2 separate regions of the Sus scrofa genome follow, and region 1 is linked to region 2. The links are chromatin contacts, called in public HiChIP or PLAC-seq maps. All regions are on one chromosome and are shown on one strand. Each heading gives the region's core, a stretch centred on a gene start, on an enhancer-like site or on the middle of the called end of the contact. The rest is flanking DNA. Distances are from core to core; before and after follow the strand shown.

Region 1 (4,623 bases), core at 1,270-3,769, 710 kb before region 2:
CATGGTTCCTAGTCAGATTTGTTTTTGCTGCACCACAACGGGAACTCCCTGAACATGCCTATATATAACATACCTCACAAGCCCCACATTCTTTCAGTCACTGCCCACCCAAAAGTAACCACTAACCTGATTTCTAATACTATAGATTAGTTTTGTCTGGTTTTCAACTTTGCATAAATGGACTCATACAGTATGTGCTCTTTGAGATCTGGCTTATTTTACCATGTTTGTGAGCTTCATCCATATTGTTGAGTATAATTTTTGACTGTTCATTTTAATTGCTGTATAGTATTCCACTATGTGACTATTCCCAAGTTTATTTTTTCTGTACATTTTACTGTTGATGGGATTTGGATTGTTTCCAGTTTGGAACTGCTATTAGTTGTGCTGCTAATAATGTATTTGCATGGAAGTGTGTTCATATTTCTGATGGGTATACAGCTGGAAGTGAAATTGCTGGGTTATAATGTATGCTTATGTGCAGCTCTAGTAGATACTACTGAATAGTTTTCTGCTGCCTATTTGTCTGCTCTTGTGCCATTACCAAATATTATCTCAGTTACCACAGCTTAATAGTAACTCTTAATGTTTGGTAGTATAAGTGTGCCAGATTCTGCTTCAAGATTGGTTTGGGTCTTCCGGGCCCTTTGCATTTTCATGTAAAATTTTGTAAACAGCTTGTCATAGCTTCTTAATTCTAAGGCCCCTTCAATCCATAGGCTTCGCCTCCCTTTCTTTCTTATTTTGCAATTTATTTGTTGAAGAAATAGAGTCATTTGTTGTATACTGTTACAAACATTCTAAATTTTGCTTGATTGTATACCAACAGTGTGATTTAACATATTTGTCCCCTGTATTTCCCATAAATGGTATTTACAACTAGAGACTTAATAAGATTCAGCAAACGTGCATTTGACAAGCATTAACTAACCACTGTGCTTGCTGCCAGGTGAGATACAAAAAGACATCATTCCTAATCTGTTGATGTTTACGTCTATGAAAGTTAAGATTCAAATAAGTGCCTTTAGAGAGTAGCAGCTCTGATCAGGGAATGGTTAACCCCAATGGGGTATGTGAGAAATGGCATTAAGGCGAAGTTTTATAAAGTCAATGCCTTTTCAATAGGTTTTGAAAGTTGCTAGAGCACTAACAAGCTAGTACTGCTGTAAGCATCAATTAGCTCTGACAGCTGTGGAAAATGGAATTGGTGGAAGTGGGGGGCAGAGGCGGAAATGTGGGGTAATGGCTCCCCAAAAGAAATGTCTAGGTCCTAATCCCAGGAGACTTCAAGTGTTATTATTTGTTAAAATTATCTTTGCAGAAGTAATTAAGATAAGGATGAGATGGGGTCATCCTGGATTACCTGATTGTGCTATAAATCCAATGACAAATGTCCTTGTGAGACAAAAGAAGACAAGACACACAGAGAAGAAGGCATTGTAAAGGTGGAGACAGACATTAGAGTGATACGGCCTCAAGCCAAAAAGAAGCTGAAGGAGGCAAAGCAGAGTTTCTCCCCTAAGATCTTCTGTAGGGAGTGCAGCCCTGCCAACATCCTGATTTTGGATTTCTGGCCTTCCGACTGTGAGAGAAAAAATTTCTGTTAAGTCACTAATTTTGTTGTAACTTGTTATGGCATCCACGGGAAGCCAATACAGATAGATGGGCTGGAGCTAAAATGTAACAGTGTGGAATTTTTACCTTACACGCACTAGGATTAGTTCTTCTTTGCTACCTCGGTTTTCATCCCTCCAAGATTTGCCTTTAGCTGAAACTATATGATAGAAAGGATTTCCCAGGTGTTCCCACTGTGGTGCAATGGGTTAAGGATCCTGGGTTGCTGTAGCTGTAGTGTAGGTCACAGATGCAGGTTGGACTCAATTCCGGGCCTGGGAATTTCCATATGCCATGGGTGCGGTGGGGGGAAAAAAGAAAAAAAGATCCCCGAGTACCTCTTTGATGAAGCAACCCCTTAAAGGATCCTTCTCCTGAATTCCCATTTGAAGCAATAATAGTATTCAAAGCACTGTTTTTGGCTGCAGTCTTCGTCTGCCACATCAGCAACTTAAAAGCACTTAAACCAGGAAATTGCTAACCCTAATTGAGCTCTCCTTAAAGACCCCAGTAAAAGAATGTAACAGAAAGTGAGATTTGTAACTATTAAATTGTTCTCAGATGCAAAAAGGGACTGAAATACATTGACAACAGTAGGAGTACTACATTCATGCGTGAGCGTTTGTTTTTTTTTAAATATAGTAGTAGCACAGAATGGTAGTTTCTATTCTGGATTTGTAAACCCACGAATGTCTGATTTTGCTGTAGCCTGTCCCATCTCCACTTTGCCGGTTTCCCAGATGGAAATCCAGGGTGCCGGCCTCCCTCTCAGGGACCCTCGGTCTAACTTCTCCCTCGCCCCTACCCCGCAGTCCACGCCCTTACCGAGCTCTAGAGGGAGCCCGCGGGCCGCGCGCCGCCGCGGATTGGTTTTCCGTGAGGTCGCCTAGTCGGCTGACCTTGTTCCAACACCTGTACTGCTGCTGCCGACAGCCAACGGGGGCGCCTGGGGAAACACCGCCCCTTGTGCCCTCACGGTATTCATGAGCTCCCAGTCCTCCACTAACACAGCCAGATACACATCGCTCCCCTTACGCGTGCGCCCGCCGTGACCCAGCCGGACTCTTCCCCGCCCAGGGAAGCCTGGTGGCTGGGTTGCCGCAGCACCCGGCGAGACTCCTTCCAGCCCGCTAGCTCCGGCCTTGGCCGCCCGCCGTCCCCGCCCCTGTCGGGCTCCCGGCAAAACCCGGAGAGACCGCGGTTCGGCGGCTCCCGGGAGGCGGCGCGGCGCTGCGTACTGAGCATGCGCAGTGAGCAAGGCCGGCTCCGGCGCAAGAAGGAAGCGTTCGCGGTGATCCCGGCGGCTGCGCTGGGGTATGCGGTACCGGCTAGCGTGGCTGCTGCACCCCGCGCTGCCCAGCACCTTCCGCTCCGTCCTCGGCGCACGCCTGCCGCCCCTGGAGCGCCTCTGTGGGTAAGCGGAGCGGAGCGTCCGGGCCCTCGGGGCCCGTGGGTCACGGCGGTTTGGAGCTCGGGTTGCAAAGTGGTGATTCAGCACTTAAAGCCGCCGCCGCCGCTCCTCACGCCGCCCCGTCCTGCGGGCCGGGGCCGGGACGGCCGTGTTGAGGCCGCCTGGGGCCCAGAAGGGTGGCTGGAGGGGAGAGAGCGAGGAGTCTGGCCCGAGAGGAGGGCGTCCTACGGACTGGTGAGGGCGGACGGAGGCTGTGACCCGGGGTCACGGGGCGTGTGTCACAAGTGCGGGGGGCTTGGCGCACGGGCGCCGAGTCACCCCGGCCCGCTCCCGGGAGCCGCGCTGGGCCGCGCCGCTTCGGGGCAGGGGGAGTCTGCCAGTGAGGGGCTGGGAACCCGAGGCTGACGGTCCCTTGCCGTGAGGTAAAGGAATTCGAGTCCAGGACGACCGCTTCTCACCTTCTTCCCAGCCGTGCTTTTTCCTGTGCGAACTGAGTTTCCACTATTATAAGGAAATCCCTGCATTGGGATCTGTAAAAGTTTGCCTGCCTGCACTTAGTGAGTAGCCCAGTGTTGGCTTTCCTGTAGGGAGAATTTGGGAGCCGGAAGATGCGTAGGATCCTTCACAGCAGCTCCCTTGTTTCACACCTGAGAACCGAGGCCCGGAGAGATTGTGTGATTTCCCCACAATTGCAGGTTGTGGCACGAACCGGGATGGGACGCACGTTTTTTTTGCCATCCGGTGGCGTGCTCTCTCCTCTTGGCTACTCTGTGTATACGGGAAATTTTCAGTCTTGTAGCGAACGCTGAATATACCCTTTACTGTGAAAAAACAGGAATTGGCAAAGCTGGGTAGTCTTGTCTTGCCTAACTTGGATACATCAGATTTGAACCCCTCCTCTGGTTTAAAAAATATCCAGGATCTACTAAAGGCAGGGCACAGTGATGACCCTCTGTGTAAGGAACGTGGTCTGCATTCAGAGTGGTTGGAGCGAATTAAGATGCCAGAAGAGTGTAGCCAGCAAAAAAAACGGTGTGTTTGAGAGAATCAGAAGACTGGCAGGACGTGTCTTAGGAGCTCGCTGCGGAGCAGAGATGGGAGAGGGGTCTGGGCTGGCCTTTGAAGGAAGGGCAGAAGGTGGGCAGGGGTGGGTATAGTCTAGCCTAGGTGTGCAGGTTAGTTGGTCCGTGTTGGGAGAACAGTGAGCAGATTAGTCTAGTTGGACCCTTAGAGAATTTACTTGGGGACATTAGGAGGAAACAAGTCTTGTGTTATAAAAGTAGGATCGTGCTAGCCCGGGCTTTGGCTTTTAGTTGCAGCTTTTCCAGAGAATAGTAGGTAGGGAGCCATCAAAATTTTTGAGGTGGGAAGTGATGTAATGAACTGGTAGTTTAGGAAATTAGTTTGGTGGCTGTGTGCAGGATTGTAAGGGAGTGGAGAGACCTGAGGCAGAGAAACTGCTTGGGACTTGGTTTCTACTGCCTGAACTAGGATAGTAGTAAAGATAATAAGAAAGCCTAATGTAAATGAAGAATCTGTGGAACTTTCCCTCTTCTATTTCCCACTACACCACAAAATCCATTACAGCATGGAAAAAG
Region 2 (4,103 bases), core at 1,500-3,999:
TAAGAGAAAATGCAGCTGGATGTATGTACGTATTTATTTGCTGTGCCCATGGCATGTGGGAGTTCCTGGGGACAGGGATGGAACCTGCACCACAGCAATGACCCAAGCTGCAGCAGTGACAACGCTGAATCTTTAACGGCTAGGCCTCTAGGGAACTCCTTTAATTTTACTTAAAAATTAAAACAGGTTCTTTCTCATTAATCGAACTACTAACTTAAATTTATAAGACTAATTTTTTAAAAAAGTATCTATCTAGATTTAAATGCAAGGCTTTAAAGCTCAGGTTTAATGCAGGCCATCAGTAATTTTTTTATTTTGTTACTTTCATACCTTAAATTCTTTTAATTTTTTTTTTTTTTTTTTTTTTGTCTTTTTGTCTTTTTGTCTTTTCTGGGGCTGCACCTGTGGCATATGGAGGTTCCCAGGCTAGGGATCGACTCAGAGCTGTAGCCTCCGGCCTACACCACAACCACAGCAATGGCAGATCTGAGCTGCGTCTGTAACCTACACCACAGCTCAAGGCAATGACGGATCCCCAACCCACTGAGCAAGGCCAGGGATTGAACCTGCAACCTCATGGTTCCTGGTCGTATTCGTTAACCACTGAGCCACAACGGGAACTCCTATACCATAAATTCTTAATCTTTTAACCTGTATGTGGTAAATTATGATGGGTGAGTTGGTTCCTAAAATAAAATTCTCCTTTTCAGTCTGACCAAACTACATGAAATCTACATTAAAAAGTACTTTGAAATGCTGGGACAGAACTGAGGGTGGGAAGGTTGGGAGGAACAAGGTCAATCAGAAGCTAATCCATAACCTTAAACCTCCAAATATTACTATTTTCAGAGATGAACTCACTAATACAACAAATTCTTGAAAGGTAGCAACTAAGATCTTCCTTGGTTATTTTTATCCCACAGATCAAGTGAACAGAATCTAAGTAACACTACCCTTTGGATTACGTATCAGTTGGGTATGAAAGTTTGCCAAATCAGTTGTTTAAATGTTGACTACATGGACAAAAACGACAATCCAAATTAGCTGAGGAAAGGCAGCACTGATCACCAAAATTTTAGGCAAAATGGTGAAAAAGGAGATTTGATTTTAGAATTCTTCCCCATTCCCTTTCTGCTGCCTACAGTCTTGTTTCTACTTCTCCCACCAATGGCCTCCTAAATCTTCTCCCTTAAAAGGCTTCTCAGTGGGAGCCCAACAATGTCTGTGAATACGGAAATCTTTCCTTCTCTGCACATCATTCCTACTCCAAAAAACAGTGCTTTAAAACATATAGTTCTGCTTTTTCAAAAAATTATTTTAAACAAGCATGTAATACCCAAAATGAAAAACCAGGACTAACGGAAGTATGACACTCTATTCCCACTTTTAATCGTGCATGGCTCCCTTGAGGATAATCACGATCTTTCCTCAAAAAGAAAAGCATAAATGCCTTGTAGAAATGAGCTGTTTCATCTTTAATTTTTTAATTTTTCAATTAAATTTAAAAAGCTTATATTACAAAGTGAACCTAGCAAAAATTAAAATAAAGTACTTCAAACAATCTAAATCTCAGAATGAGGCGAGGCTAGTACCAATTTAAATTCTAAATCCAAGCTAGAGAACCTGCACCGTCTTTCCTCTCATTCTACTTTCCACCCTAAGTTGAGTCTGGCAGGGACTACCCAATCGCACCCAGCCTAAGTCAGATCTCAGTTCTCCCAAACTTGACTATTTCCAGTTCTAGTCTCTCTAGAAACTTGCTACCCTGATAAACTCATTAAGGGTAATGTGTCAATGGTCAATTAAGCTACTCTTCTTGAATTACACTCCTGCGTTTTATAAAAGCCTTTAAGATTGTATATCAAAGGATTGTTAAGTGTTACAGTGGAACGTGCAAGAACGATAGATTTTACAGTTAACTGGCCTTTAAAATCACAAGGTCTATTACATCTCTTACTCTGTGTGTACAAGGCCTTTCAGGTTAGTAAGACCGGAAGTTGGTACAGGTATTGTCGATACAAAACAAAACAAAGCAAAAACAAAAACAAAACTTCCAGTGAGTTCAGCACGCTCGCCCCTACTCCCCTACCCCCATTTCCTCAGTTCCCATTCGACAACATCGAGATGAATGGGACCGGGGTCCTATGGGAAAGGCCGGGGTCAGAGGAGCATTATGTCTGCTTTGGGGCCTGCGAGCCTGGGTGCGCAGGTGGGGTCTGGGGCGAGTCGAGGCGGCAATGGCCTGGGTTACCTGCGGCGAAGTGGAGCGGCGTGGACTTCCTGCCCGCCGTGTCGCGGCTGTTCACCTTCTCGGGCGTAACTAGTCTCTTGACTCGCTCCACGTCCCCGTTGCGGCACGCTTCGAACAGCTCGCGGGCGGCCGGCTCCACCGCCTCGGTCGCCGCGCCCGCGCAGGCCGCGCCCCCGCCGGCGCAGCGGCGGCCCGACATGATCCTGGCCGCCGCCGCCACCAGCAGCAGCGCCAGCAGCGGCAGCAGGAGCCCCGGCCCCGCGAGCAGGAGGGCGAGGGCCCCGGGAGGAGAGGAGCTCAGGGCCCGGGCCGCTTGACTCCCTGCTGTCACCGGGCTCGACTCAGTCCCATGGCCGCGCTGCCGCGCACCCCTCGCCCAGCCCCACGACCCCTGGCTGCCCTGAGACGGCGGAGGCACAGCGAACCCGCCGTTTGAGACACTAAGCGACGCGACGGCGGAAGCTGGCAAGGCCCCTCCTGCCAGCTCTGCTGAGCCCGGGAGCGCACGTGACGTCGTGCCGCGCGTGCGCAGTGGCGGCAGAGCGGCCGGCTGGGTTTCGGAGAGCCAGGCCGCGCGGAGGGGCTTGTGGGAAATGTGAGGCGAGAGCCTCCGGCCGCGGGAGAAGAAGGGGCTTCGTCCCACCGCCATCTTTGTGGTGGCTTTTGATGGAGTCGAACAATTCTGCTTATTGTCTCTGTTTAAAGAATGGATTTCCTGGTCTGAATTTCCTTACTGCTACAACACTGGAAAGAACTCTCGAAAGTTTTCTCTCCGATCTTACATATTATTTTGGACTTGTTATGAGGAAATGTTCCATTTTTTTCAGCTTCCACAATCACTTTCTCCTTGAGGGTTTCTTTTCTGGTTTGGTTTGTTTTTGTGCTCCCCCAACCCCCACCTCCCCAACCTTCTCCCTGCCCCGGCAACTGCTATTTTGTTGTTTTTTGTGAGCCACTTCTCGGAAATGAATGACTTGCTTGATGGGAAGTTTGGATGAACCGCCCCCAGATCGTTTAGGAAATTAGGAAAGCGATGAAAGTTTGTTCCAAGTATAAATTAATAACGGAGAGGCATTGCTCAGATTAATTACTTTTCCCTTAGTTATTAGCTCGGGACTAATTGAAGGGCCCATCATAAATCAATATTATGTTGATTTGGCTGAGGTGTGCTTATCCTGGGTATACACATTGCTGACAGTTTAATGAATTGTGATTTTTTTTTTTTTTTTTTTACTATGGAAGCAAGAAAAGCACATTATTAATTCTCACGCCTAAGGTACTGATGCAGCTGTTCATGATCATCCCGTACTCTATACCTTAGTCTTAGGAAACTTTTAAAAGAAAGATAGGAGTTCCCGTCGTGGCGCAGTGGTTAACAAATCCGACTAGGAACCATGAGGTTGCGGTTCGGTCCCTGCCCTTGCTCAGTGGGTTAACGATCCGGCGTTGCCGTGAGCTGTGGTGTGGGTTGCAGACGCGGCTCGGATCCTGTGTTGCTGTGGCTCTGGCGTAGGCCAGTGGCTGCAGCTCCAATTCGACCCCTAGCCTGGGAACCTCCATATGCCGCGGGAGTGGCCCAAAGAAATAGCAAAAAGACAAAAAAAAAAAAAAAAAAAAAGAAAGATAATGCAAACGTAAAGGGATACATATTGACCTTTGCAATGCAGGCAAGCATATTCCCCCTCCCCTGAATTTCTTAACCTCTTTTTCGGCAAATTCAGTTTTTGCTTGGGAATGTGCTCAAATTTACAATGCTGCCATTTGGTTTCTTTCCAATTTTTTGTTATGAACAAGAGTGCTATGAATATTCCTATGCATTCTTCTGGTGCACATGTACAAGTATTTAAAATGA

What was found. HiChIP or PLAC-seq counts read pairs in DNA pulled down with a chosen protein or histone mark.
Region 1: an H3K27ac HiChIP or PLAC-seq map of skeletal muscle shows a contact between it and region 2. The contact joins the promoter of IDE here to the promoter of TNKS2 in region 2. A contact is called at or near these places in 1 of 47 Hi-C or Micro-C datasets (heart right ventricle) and 2 of 2 datasets of contacts at active chromatin or transcription factors (alveolar macrophages and skeletal muscle).

Annotation. Positions count from the first base shown.
Region 1 is chr14:104,104,467-104,109,089 of Sscrofa11.1, reverse strand. IDE (insulin-degrading enzyme) reads left to right here and starts at 2,519. Exons shown (of 25, transcript XM_001925381.7): 1 at 2,519-3,028. The coding sequence starts at 2,931.
Region 2 is chr14:103,395,070-103,399,172 of Sscrofa11.1, reverse strand. TNKS2 (tankyrase-2) reads right to left here and starts at 2,749. Exons shown (of 27, transcript XM_001926556.7): 1 at 2,252-2,749. The coding sequence starts at 2,450.